Linked DNA regions of Mus musculus: region 1 is linked to region 2. The links are chromatin contacts, called in public capture Hi-C maps. All regions are on one chromosome and are shown on one strand. Each heading gives the region's core, a stretch centred on a gene start, on an enhancer-like site or on the middle of the called end of the contact. The rest is flanking DNA. Distances are from core to core; before and after follow the strand shown. Region 1 overlaps Atp11b (ATPase, class VI, type 11B). Region 2 has its middle 26 kb from the start of Gm6639.

Region 1 (6,636 bases), core at 1,308-3,807, 110 kb before region 2:
CAGGTATCTTTAAGTCATTATTGCTTCTGAAAGTAACCTCTTGCCCACATTCCCATAAGTCCAATAAAATTCATTGGTTCACCAAGTTGGATTTTGGTGGTATCTCTACTTTGGGGTGTTGTATCTGGAGTGAGTAGACATGTGTGTTGTGTCTTTCCAAAAGAAGTCACAACAGACAGTGTCTTCTATATATGACAGGGGACTACATCCATGAAATCTTAATCACGTGGTGACCTGAAGAATGACATCATCAGCTGGTATGCCAATATGGATGGGGAAATATGTCAAGGTCCCACTCCAAGATACAGTGCTACAGGAATTACAAGTCACTAAGAGAGGGGTAATCACTCTTCTCTAGAGATATGTCCTGTATAAGTTATCCAATTTGAAGTAGTAACCCTAAATGCATATATATGAACAATAATTGATCTCAGCAAGTTGTATTAAAATTCACGTGTTTGTACATTTAATAAAAATAACAAGAAGAGTTCTTAAATTTGAGATGGATAAGGGATGTTGTGGGCGAAGCTAGAGAGAAGAGGGTGTGGTGAAATGACATAAGTACTCAAGTATGAAATTCTAGAAAATATTTTTAAAAGCTGTATCAGGAATAAATAAACCAATATATACAATGTTACAGTAAGTTTGGGTCACTGGCTTTTACTACAACTATTCTCAGATTTTCAGGTTTATCTAATTATAACAGCTAAAATTAACATTTATATAGCATTAAATGTTTTTCAAAACTTCTGTTACATCTACTACCTTAACCAAATCCTAAACATCTAGCTTTTTAAAAAATAAAAAAAGCTGGGCAATGGTGGCACACACCTTTAATCCCAGCACTTGGGAGGCAGAGGCAGGAGAATTTTTGAGTTTGAGGCCAACCTGGTCTACAGAGTGAGTTCCTGGACAAGCAGGGTTATACAGAGAAACCCTGTTTCAAAAATCTGAAAATAAATAAATAAATAGAAAGATTGAAGATATTGTGAGATCCTCTCTAGGGACAAAACTCCAAACCTAGAGATAACTTAATAATTTCATCAAATCACCAAAAGTAAAGAATTCAGAAACCCTCTTTCATTCATTGAGCAACCTTAATACAATGTCCAATTTTAAGTCAGAAAAACAAAATATTCATGTAAGTAAAGAAATTTTTTCATTAAACAATTAAAATGTATAGAAACATAATTACAATGGTGTGATGAACTTCATGCCTAGTGAGAATGCAAGAAAAACATAAGTCAAAGTTTTCACAAAAACTCTGCAGGGTAGAAAAATACCTGCATTCCTGGCTTTTCTCCCTAGGCCTCCCATACTTTACCTTTTTTTCTAACTAAGGACATATTTACTCTTACATAGCCTCCAGCATAAATCCTAGTACAACCAGATGACTGTAAGAACACATGGGAAGTAGAGGCATAAGAAGAGGTGGCTCTTTCTCTACTTGATCATGTGTTAGGCATAGTATTATTTGGTACTTCAACTTTAGGACTACTCACATTTTAAAATATCAAATTATTTGGTTCAAAAGAATAAAACAAATAATCCACAATGACCAGGGAATTAGATTTGATTAAGGTTCACATTTATAAAACCTGAACTTATTTGCATGCAATTAATTCCATATACAGATTAACTGCCATTACCAGGAACTGTCCCATCATCACTTTACATATGTAAATATAGATGTATAAATATATATGTATCTACATATAAATATAGATGAATATGTAAATGTATAAAAATATTTTTATCTGGGGCCCAGCATGATGACATACACCTTTAACCCCAGCACACTGAAGGCAGAGGCAGGTAGTTTTCTCTGAGCTCAAGGTAGGCCTAGTCCACATAGTGAGTTCCAGTATATCCAGAGTTACATAGAGAGACTCTGCCTCAAAAAACAAAAACAAAACAAAACAAAAATTTTAATCATTTTTTATTTTATCTTGTGTGTATGTGTGTTTTGCATGCATATTATATATCTGCACAGGTATCTGGTACCTGTGGATATCAAAAGGTGTGAGATACTATAGAATGGAATTACAAATGGTTAGGAGCCACCATTGGGTGCTGGGAACCAAACCCAGGTCCTCTAAAGATCAACAAGTGTTCTTAATTGGTGAGCCACATCTTAGAATTCCTTCTCTCTTTCTATTCGCACTTACCCCACACTGAATCTCTGTCCCCTGGCAGCAATAATCTGTTCCCAACCTATACAGCCTTTTAATTTTGAAAAAGTCACACAACTGGAAATATGCAGTATGTAATCTTTGAACTTGATTTTTGTACCAATTATAACAACTTAGTAGTCTATTCTGATGCACCCCTACCAACAGTGTATGAGATCTAGTCCCTCTGCTTCCTTCTAACTCTTATTAACAGAGTACTCCTTTAGTCTTGTTTAAGTGGTGAGTTATCCTCACTGTCGTTCTGGTGATATTGTATAACAGCCAGTGATGTTGACTCAGCATATTTATCTCTTCATTTGTCACCTACAACTCCTTTGATGACCTGTGATTCATGTTTTTTGATAACATCTAACTGAATCTTTGTATTACTGTTTGGTTTAAGTTTGTGGTTTGCAAACATTTCCCCCTGTCTGTAGCTTGTCTTTCCATCCTTTCAAGAGGAGTTGAAAACATTTTTAATTTACATGGAGTTATTTAATTAACTTTGTCGTTCAAGAGTTATACTTTTTTGGGTTTTTTTTTTTAAAGGTGCTTAAGTCCAGATCCTAAACATCTTTATATGACATCTATCTTTACAATTCTGTTTCATTCAATAATCATTATTTTTGGATGCTGGAGACTGAGCCCATGGTCCTAGTGTATGTCCTCTCACTAGCAAAAGCTCTCTGCTCCCGCACTTTTATTAAAAACCTCACTCTGGGTATTATATATAACAGGTCGCAGAGTCTATAGATTTTCACGTTCTTCAGAAGAGTGTTGATTTGTGTTCTAGTGGACAGTTAACTTTAAGCACCTAACTTCACTGCAACTGGTGAAAGTCAAATTCTGTTTAGCTCCTCCCCACGCCCCAGCATTCTGCTAGGTTTTGTTTGTTTATTGTCAACTTGTACCTACACAGGTTTATCAGCCATGCAAGAATTTAGGCAGGCTTTATGTATTAGTTTTAAAGTCCATTGTTTCCTATGCTATCTTATCTATTTTCTCCTAACTTTCTAGGTGCTCTTCCAGTGTTAAACCCTGTCCTCTAACAATTCAACCACATAAAGAAATACAGCTTAGACTTTTGCTTTTTTTACTTCTCCCACTTCCGCCAATCATCTTCAGGATTGGACTCATTGCTAGTTTTGACCTTCTTTTGGTTACTAGCCCAGGGTAGTCTGAAACTCATGATCTTCCTGTCTCTGCCTTCTAAGATTGCTGGAATGCCATCACCATGTGCAACATTACTTGTGTGTGTGCGTGTGTGTGTGTGCGCATGTGTATGTGTGCATGTGTATGTGGATTTGCATGCCTGTACTGATACACAGACATGTATGTGTTATGGTGTATGCATGCTTAATATTGGTATGTCCCTCTCTTGGTGTGTACCTTATTTCTTGAGACAAGAGTTTCACACTAAATGCAGAGTTCACTATTTCTGCTAAACTAGCTGACTGGCAAGCTCCTGTGATCTTCCTGTCTCTACATAGAAGGTTACAGGTACATGCCACCACAACCAGCTTTTTATATGAGTAGTGGGTGTCTTAATTCAGGTTCTCATTCTTGCACACCAAGTGTTTTATTCAAAACTACTGCCTCATAACCTACACTATATTTGGTCATATTTTCATACTAACAGTCAAATCAATACTATGTAAAATGCTAAATATATACAAAAACATAAAACATCATCTTTATCCAATAAGAATATCATTTTTATATGTAATATGAAATACCCTTTTAAAGGACTTATTTTTATGTGTATGAGTATCTTGCCTGCATGTGTGTAATTGCACTGTATATATCATTAATGTCCATGGAGATCCCTTAGAACAGAGTTTAAAATGGTTCTGAGCCACCATGTGGGTGCTGGGAACCAAACCAGATTGTCTGCAAGAGCAACAGTGTTCTTAACCACTGAGTCATCTCTCTAGCTCCTGAAAAGTCTATTTTCATATATGTTATACATATATAAGATACACATATAATTATGAAAGTTTTCTTACTTTTCTACTGCAGATCTTTTCTGTGACTTGCTCTTGTAATTTAGTGCCATCTTAGTTTCCATTCCAGTGTATACAGCCACACCTATAAAATAAAACTGCCATTTTAAATGCACTTACTAATATGAAAGCTTTGAAGAAAAAGCACTGTATAAGAGTTTCTATGATTTGACATTTCCTTGAGTCTTTTTCACAGCTTTAAAGCCTGCTAAGCTTACAATTTTGGTGATCTAGACATTTAACCTGCATAGGTGAAGTTTTGTTTCTCAGTCATAACAAATTATCTGGGTGAAAGATGTTAGGAGTTGAGACTGGTGGGAGATGAGGATGGAACAATAGATAGCCACTGCATTTGGTGCTAAAGCAACCAATAACAGCAACAACAGAAAAACACTTCTGTTAAACTGGAGCTATGCACTACGCTAAAGACCCAGCATGTCAGAGAGTCTGGAATGAACATATCATTCCTTAAGTACTGAAGAATGAATGATATTAATGTCTTTCAGAGTAAATGAGGTAAGCATTCATAAAAGCTATGGGAGACCCTGAGATAAAAGAGACCAGCCACAATAGTGGGACTAAAACTGCAGAATGAAACTAATCAGGCAAGAGCAAGCTCTAAATGTTGATTCCCATCCCTAAATGCTCTAAATGTTGATTCCCATCCCTAAATAATGTGAAAGAAACAACCTAGAATCAACTGCGTCCTTTTAGTAACTATCTGACTTGGAATTTTAAAAATACTTATTCTTTAAATTTGGGGTCATAATTAAAATGAAAAATAACACTGAAACCATACAATTTGAGGGAAAAAAATCTCTTCAAAATAAAACAACAGTGAAAAGGGTTCTAAGGCAAACAACAGACCCACTTAAAAGCATTCAAATACACCTTTGCTTCTAAAACTAAGCAGAGTTTGGACCCCTACTTTAAAGTAACAAGAACAAAAAGCATTACTCCCAGAAAGTCATAAAAGATTCAGTGTCTCATGAGAAAAATTAAAAGTCCTGGAGATTTATTCTAGTTTCAGATAGTGAAACATTGTTATAATTTTTTTAAATGGTAACAAAATACATGTAACATCAACATACAACCTATTTTATTTAACATGTATAGTCAGAGTGGTGATAACACATTCACATCATGTGGAGTCATCTTTTCTACCTAGAGAATACTTGAATCACTTTAAAATGGCTGGACCCATTAAATGTCTATTTCTCTTTCTTTCTTTAACTCCTGGAGATCATTTAGCGCTTCATCATTCTGGATATACTATGTGAGGTGTTCCAAATGAAAGGGAGCATATAATCTGTGGCCTTTTAGGCCTGGCTTCTATACGGCAAGGGCACTACTATTCTTCATTTTGAGTAATAGAGTGTATGTTCCAAAAAGTACCCTTTCCACATTCAGTAAGAAATTGTTGATATCATAGTATGTCTGCAATTATTAATTCAACTGAAGGATAACCATAACAAAATTGAAGAAGTGTGGATTACTACTGTGATACTAAAAAGCACAGATTGTATCCATGTTACTTCAAGTATACCAGAATCATTTTCTTAGTATTCAACTTGATAGTTATGCACAAACACAGTACAAGAAAGCCTCAAGTACTACTCACAGGAGAGATTAACAACAATGACAAAATTCAATATTAAAACAAACCTTAAATTAAAGAAAATTATCACTTAATAAAGTAATATGCAATCAAAGGAGCATAAAATGCTATGCTGTTAAAGGTCCATTACAGAGGTTGGGATGCTGTCTGGAGGGATACAGAGCGTGTGCCTGTTGTGTGCTAGACCTGAGTTCAGTACCCAGCACCTCCAAGTTTGTAAAAGCAAAGCTTCATATAAAAACACCAATACAAAACATACAAACAATTAAAAAAAACTTAAGAATGTACAAACCAAAAATTTCTTTTGTATTTTTTAATCTGGCTCCACGAAGCAAGAGACTCTCTGGTCCCAGAGGTCTAAAGAAAAAAGAAATCCAAAAGGCACTGAATATGTTAAAAATTCAATTCAATTAAAAGGCATCTTCAAGCAGAGGCACTTAACTTGTAGTTACAACACGTTTTCATAGAAAATCAAGTCTCAGCTACTATCATACGTCCTGGGCTAATAATGTTAGTTACTAAAACAACCAACTTGCCGGGCGTGGTGGCGCACACCTTTAGTCCCAGCACTTGGGAGGCAGAGGCAGGCGGATTTCTGAGTTCGAGGCCAGCCTGGTCTACAAAGTGAGTTCCAGGACAGCCAGGGCTACTCAGAGAAACCCTGTCTCAGAAAAAAAAAACAAAAAAACAAAACAAAACAAAAACCCAAGTTCTGCTCTAGCATTTCAGTCATTTTAAGATTAATGGCAGGGCTAAAGAGATCACTCCACAGTTAAGAGAACTGGGTGTTTGCAGCTAAGAGGACCTCAGTTTGATTCCCAGCACTGATACGGCAGCTCACAAC
Region 2 (6,379 bases), core at 1,163-3,662:
TTATTTTTTCTCTTTCTCTTCCTCTTCCTTCCCCTCCTTCTTTGTACCCTCTTTCTCAGTTATTTTTCCTCTTAATTTTTTATTTAAGACAGGGTCTTTCTATATAGACCGTGATGTCTTGAAATTCAGAAATCCTCCTACCTCAGCTTCTTAAATTCTGGGGTTAAAGATGTGTACCACCAAGGCCAGTACCATCTTATTTTTGAGACAGGGTTTCTCACTGAACCTGAGGCCTTTTGATTTGTGTAGACTAGCTGGCTTGCAAGCCAGGATTCCTCCTGTCACTACAGCCTCAACTGGGTTACAGTGTGTGCTGCCATACAGGGCTTTTCCAAGTGGCTTCTGGGAGCTTGAACTTAGATCCTCTTTCCCATCATCTAAGTCATCTATCTTCCCAGCATTTTCTTCCTTCCTACAGATATTCATTTTTCTTCATTTAGTGGTATTGTCAGGATTTAAATAAGAAGGAAAGTATGTGGTTACTTTATTTGCTTAATCAGAAATCAGCCTATATGCCACCAGAGAGTGGGCTCAGCAGTAAACTGTATACTGTTGTTGTAGAGGGTAGGAATTCAGTTCCCAGCACCCACACCATCTGTAAGCCCCAGGAAGGTCTGATGCTACTACCCATCATGGGCACCACCACATCCTCCCCCACATACACATTATTAAAAAATAAATCTCAAAATTAAATATATCAGTCATTAATTTCAGTGTTTCAATTTTTTTTTAACTGTATGTCTTTGAGGCAACACATAATGGGATGAATTCAAATAATGTTTTGAGTCGGAAAAGCAGAATTTTATCACTGCCTTCTCATGCTTCCCTGCTGGGCTCAAGAACTAATTTGACACATGAAAAAAGTAAGAGGAGAACATAAGTATTTAATCTTAGTTTTGTGGACTGGGGAGCTCCGACTGAGAACTAAACATCAGGGAAGGGGTGACGTTCGAATGCTTTTATATTAAGTTGAACAGAGACACGAGTACAGAGAAGTAAATTCTGTAGGAGGCTAAAGGAAAATAGGAATTGTTTTAGCAGGGTTTGTTTGTACAGAATCCTGTTTGTTGTGCCTCCCCATTGAGAGGCATTCTTTTTTGCCTAGTCTTCAGTGTAGGTTTTTTTTTTTTTTTTATTCTCCTGTATGCAAGGAGAAGGGAATGAAGGGGATTCCTTTCCTTCAGCATCTGCTGCTTTTCAAATACCTTCCACTCCAAACAACACTCATGCCGAAGTGGCACATTCCAGGAATTTTATAAATGGACTGACAAAGGATCTAAAGGATTCTTTTGTTCCTTACTTTGGCTATCAAATTATGACAGAGTGACCACCCCTAAAATCGGGATGCTCTCGGGAATCTCATACTACCAGAAGAAAAAGTTTCAAGCCTGTAGCTAACCAGAGGGGCACTTGTCGCTAGAAACTGGTTTGCACCTTGTCCTTGCAGGAGACAATGATTTGCAGGTCAGTGATCTGCAGGACCCTACCTTGACCAGGGCTATTTATGCTTTCCCCAGGCCTTTTACTAAGTTAGCTCATGACATCCTCCTGAAGACAACCGGGGTGGGAGGTGCCAGTAGTGAGGGGTCAGAGACAAAGCTCTACACCGCCATCCTAGCCTGAGCAGCTAGCTACCCAAGATGTTTAAGGACCAAGATGTCAGGCGGAAATGGGACTTCAATAGCAAGAATTTCAGGACTGTTGGAGCAGAGATTTTGTTAATTGTTTTCATACAGGCTTACACAGAGGCCTGAAAGAAAGAGTGTTGCTCCGACGAAAGTAAGACACAGCCGGAAGTACAGGTGTAGACTATTCACAGGAATCACACTTCAAGAGTCTTAGCGATGACGTCACCGGAGGCGGGAAGACGAGGACACACGTCACCTTTAGCACCCTTGGGACTTTTATGAACCTTAACTCAGTCGCTGAAAGAACTTTAAGATTTGCCAATTTATGAAGCAGAGTTGGTGATTTCATCAAGGGTATCTCAATGGAAATGTAAGCTCAAGGGCGGAGAGACAGATGAGGGCTCAAAAGACAGTAAGCACATCTGGGAACAGTGGATTGATCGATCCAGCCGGTCTCCGATGACTCCCAGAGAGGTAAAGTGTGTCCTGTGTGTGAACTTGTAGGAAGAACATCTACTTACCATCGTATGCTTATACATGATCGGGCATGCACATGATTAATAGCAGATGTATCATGGGAAAAGACAGGCATAGTGAGCAAAGGCTTGCTTAACGTAAGCCTATCAATGAAAACAGGAAAGCAAGGGCTGGAGAGATGGCTCAGCAGTTAAGAGAACTTCCTGTTCTTCCAGAGAACGTGAGTTCAGTTTCTAGCATTCATGTCTGATACCTATAATTCTACCCAGCTCCAGGGACTATGGCACCCTCTTCTGGCCTCTGAGGGCACTGTACTCATGTGGATTCTTTTAAATCACGTGCTCTCGCTAGAGGTTCAGGCTGTGCTCTCCTCTGTTATGTGAAAGCTGTGCCCTGGGTGACTCCATTTTACAAAGCAGCAAATTCAGAGGCAACATGACTGTCCACGTAGATACCACCGGAAGCACAGACTGCCAGATAACTGATTCTTTTTTTTTTTAATTTTTTTATTAGGTATTTTCCTCATTCCAATGCTATCCCAAAAGTCCCCCATACCCTCCCCCCCACTCCCCTACCCACCCACTCCCCCTTTTTGGCCCTGGTGTTCCCCTGTACTGGGGCATATAAAGTTTGCAAGTCCAATGGGCCTCTCTTTGCAGTGATGGCTGACTAGGCCATCTTTTGATACATATGCAGCTAGAGTCAAGAGCTCCGGGTTACTGGTTAATTCATAATGTTGTTCCACCTATAGGGTTGCAGATCCCTTTAGCTCCTTGGGTATTTTCTCTAGCTCCTCCATTGGGGGCCCTGTGATCCATCCAATAGCTGACTGTGAGCATCCACTTATGTGTTTGCTAGGCCCCGCAGATAACTGATTCTTAAAAAAGGTACCAATTATAAACTTATCAAAGTAGATTTGAAACCACAACAGAAAAATCCAGACCCAAGAAACCCTCAAACACACAGGCCAAGGAAGGGTGAGATCTCCTTACCTAGACCCCACTAACAGACACTCAATACCATGATGATGACAGTCCCAGCAACGGTCATCCACTTGTCTGGTATGGGGGCAGAGACTTCTTGAGCTTCAGCCCAGCAAGCTCCTTACTTCTTGAAACATCCCTTATGAGTTGCCATCTGTTGGTCTGTCTGTCTATACCTATGGACCAGGTCTTCACCACTGTCGTCCTGCGTTTCTGCCCTACCTTGTGGTCCCATGATTCAGCTCAGTGCCACCGGCTTGCTCTCCAACTGGATTTTAAAACTACCTGCAGTACCTGCATCTGTACCAATTTTTTTGTAAAGCCCTCTTTGAACTATACCACTTCATTAACCCATTAGTAGCCATTCTGCAATTTACATGCATACAGACACACACATGCACATACACATGTATGCACACTTGTGAGTCTGAAGTACAATGTCAGATCTGAGAGTTGATGTTAGTGATTAAGACCGGAATAAAGTAATGTGTGTTGCCAATAGTCTGCTATCAAGGGAAACTGGGACACCCAGGTAAACCGTAGCCAGCAAAAGCAACATAGCTTGTGAATTTATCATTATTTAATAAAGTCTGACATCGTCAAGAGTCTCAATGTGCCCTTCTGTGTTTTGTGCACAGAACACATTTAAATTATTTTCCTCCTACAGTTAATGTGTCATGAATCCTTTATTTATTTATTTATTTATTTATTTATTTTGTCTTCAATATAAATTTATTTGGTTTAATACTGCTTGAGAGTGACTTAGGTTTGGGGAGTCCTCAGACTCTTCAATACTCCTCAGCCTTACTAGGTCTCCTTATGACCATGATAGGCAGAGGGGAATGTGAACATGATTTGGGGACATGTGAACAGAGATTTGGGTACTCTCCTTAAAATCATCATCTTGTAAAACTAAAGACAGAAGCCCAGGTAGAAGAGCTTTAAAGTAGGCTCTTCAAAGAGAAACACTACTTTCTATAATCAAACACTATATTAGTTTTTGTTTTTATTGATTGTGGCAGGGCCTGGTGGAACACACACACTTTTAGAGGCAGAGGCAAGCAGATCTTTGAGTTCAAGGCCAGTCAGATCTCTACGATGGATTCCAGATCAGCCAGGGCTACACAGTGAGCTCTTGTCACAAAAACAATGTATTTGTGACTCCTAAGAGATGAACACTCTTTCCATTATGGTTGCTGAAAGGCCTGTGGGCATGTGTATATGGACTGATCATCAAGGTTGGCTACACACCTCAGGCAGTGGCCACAGCATAGCCTTTGTCTACAAACACTGCCTCATTTATCAAGTAATTTGTCTTCAAAGACTATTTCATTCATCACACAACAGAAAGAAATTATGTTAAGGACTGCACTCTGATGAAAAGGTCAGGACTGTACCCAGGTACTTCTAACTCCCTTCCATACTGTGAAACTTGAGGTGGTGAGATCTCACGCCATCTGTGAGCACATCCTCGTGGACTTTGACAATGCCGGATGATACTCATTGGCAACTGAGAAGCCCAAGTAACTAAACAGTTTTCTTCCTTTTTCATGTCTCTTTTGGAATTAGAGTTTTAAAAAACATGCTCATGATAATTAATATCTTATCTGGTATATTTCTAATGATAAAATGATACTAATCTTGGTTTTAGTGAGGTTACACATGAAGATTTTATGTCCTTTTGTTTAAGCATGTATTTGTTGGTGTTATCACTGTTTGCTTACCCTAAACCTCTCCCTTATTCAAAACTAGTATTTAAAAGAGTCAAGGGTTTTCACTGTCTCTCTGTGTACACTTATGTGTCTACACGTGTATATATATTCTAATTATTCAGTATCATCTGGATAAAAGAAATTTAGTTTCTTAAAGTTTAACTTTAATTCTATTTACTCTAGCTAGAAATACCCAAAATTTTCTGGTGATGGATGGAGGGCCAATCAATCAGTGGGCTAGAAAGTGGGTCTGTTGCAGGTGACACCTGTAGCTAGGGTCCTGGTGTGGCTCAAACCCTGAGCTAGCGGGAGTACAGGCACCTTCTGAGCCAAGGTATCAGTGTTAGGGTTTAGCCTTGGAAAAATTCCTTGGCAGATAGGGGCCATGGAATGCTGCAGAAATCACACCAACCAACAAGTCTCATACAAGAGAGAGGATGGGGAGGGGGTGGTGGTGGGATCCTTTGGAGGAGGAAGTGAAAGGTAACCTCTCAGTGGGGACAACAGAAAGACAGGGATGCCCCCTCACGCATGCGCGTAAACACACACACACACACACACACACACACACACACACACACACACACAGAAAGTAGGCCACAGAGGCTAATTATGTTATCTCAGGCTACAATCTTTCTCAGAGAGCAGTTCTCCAGGAGCATCCACCAAACTATCTAACGAAGTCTCTCTTCCCTTTTGCCCTTTTCCCACTTGGTCAAGGGCTATTGATTTAAAGTAGATTCAAAGTCTGTTTATTTAGGTTCCCTCTCCCATTCTCTCCCTCCCTCCCTCCCTCCCTCCCTCCCTCCCTCCCTCCCTCCCTCCCTCCCTCCCTCCCTTCCCCCTCCCCCCCCTCTTTCTTGGTAGGACCTCAGATAGCCCAGGCTAGCCTTGAATTTACCATGTGGACTAAGGATAACCCTAAGCTTCTCATGTTTCTGCTTCTGTCTCTTCTTTGGTGGGATAACAGTGAGCACTTCCATGCTGGGTTTACACTGTGCCAGGCATCGAACCCAGGCCTTTGTGTGTGCCAAGGCCTACCAAGGCAAGTACTCTACCAAGTGAGCTACTGCTCTTTGCTGCTTCCTCTCCCTTTCTTTCCCATTTGTTTGTTTTTAGCATAACAGAAAAACAGCATAGCTTCCTGGAAGAAGCTAAATACTTTTGCTGAAGTCGTATTGGCGCTTTACTGGAAGGTGACTCTTTATCCATAATTTAAAAATTTTTTGAGAGTATATTTAATTATATCATTTCCCCTTTCCTTTTTCTTTCCGCAAACCCACCCATATACCCCCTGCCTACTTTGCTCTTTTTCAAATTCATGATCTTTTTTCTTTAATTGCTATTACACATACATGTACACACACACACACACATTCCTAAATACATAAATACAACCTGCTCAGTCTATATACTGTTACTTGTATGCACATATTTTCAGAGCTGACCGTTTGATATTGGGTAGCCCATTACTGTGGTCCTCCCTGGGTAAGGCTGTTTTTCCTGATTTCAGCATTCCTTAGCTCCCCGGAGTTTTTAAAGCTGAAGGGGCATGAGCCCTAGAAGGTGACTTTTAGAC

The links. Capture Hi-C pulls out chosen DNA fragments and counts their contacts.
Region 1: a contact with region 2 is called in a capture Hi-C map of embryonic stem cells, with 4 times the contacts expected there. The contact joins two enhancer-like sites. A contact is called at or near these places in 2 of 15 datasets of contacts at CTCF or cohesin (embryonic stem cells and pro-B cells), 39 of 484 Hi-C or Micro-C datasets (B cells, CD4 T cells, CD8 T cells and 26 more), 7 of 115 datasets of contacts at active chromatin or transcription factors (CD8 T cells, acute myeloid leukemia, bone marrow-derived dendritic cells and 2 more) and 3 of 9 other capture datasets (adipose tissue, embryonic stem cells and liver).

Annotation. Positions count from the first base shown.
Region 1 is chr3:35,798,107-35,804,742 of GRCm38.p6, reverse strand. Atp11b (ATPase, class VI, type 11B) reads right to left here. Exons shown (of 30, transcript NM_029570.4): 9 at 6,085-6,149; 10 at 4,178-4,259. Among named protein-coding and RNA genes, the nearest start is that of Atp11b, 47 kb to the right of the region's middle. Within about 2 kb of position 2,557, at least 2 of the 459 cell types and tissues checked have an H3K27ac peak or open chromatin away from gene starts, as enhancers often do.
Region 2 is chr3:35,689,209-35,695,587 of GRCm38.p6, reverse strand. No RefSeq gene overlaps it. Among named protein-coding and RNA genes, the nearest start is that of Gm6639, 26 kb to the right of the region's middle. Within about 2 kb of position 2,412, at least 45 of the 459 cell types and tissues checked have an H3K27ac peak or open chromatin away from gene starts, as enhancers often do.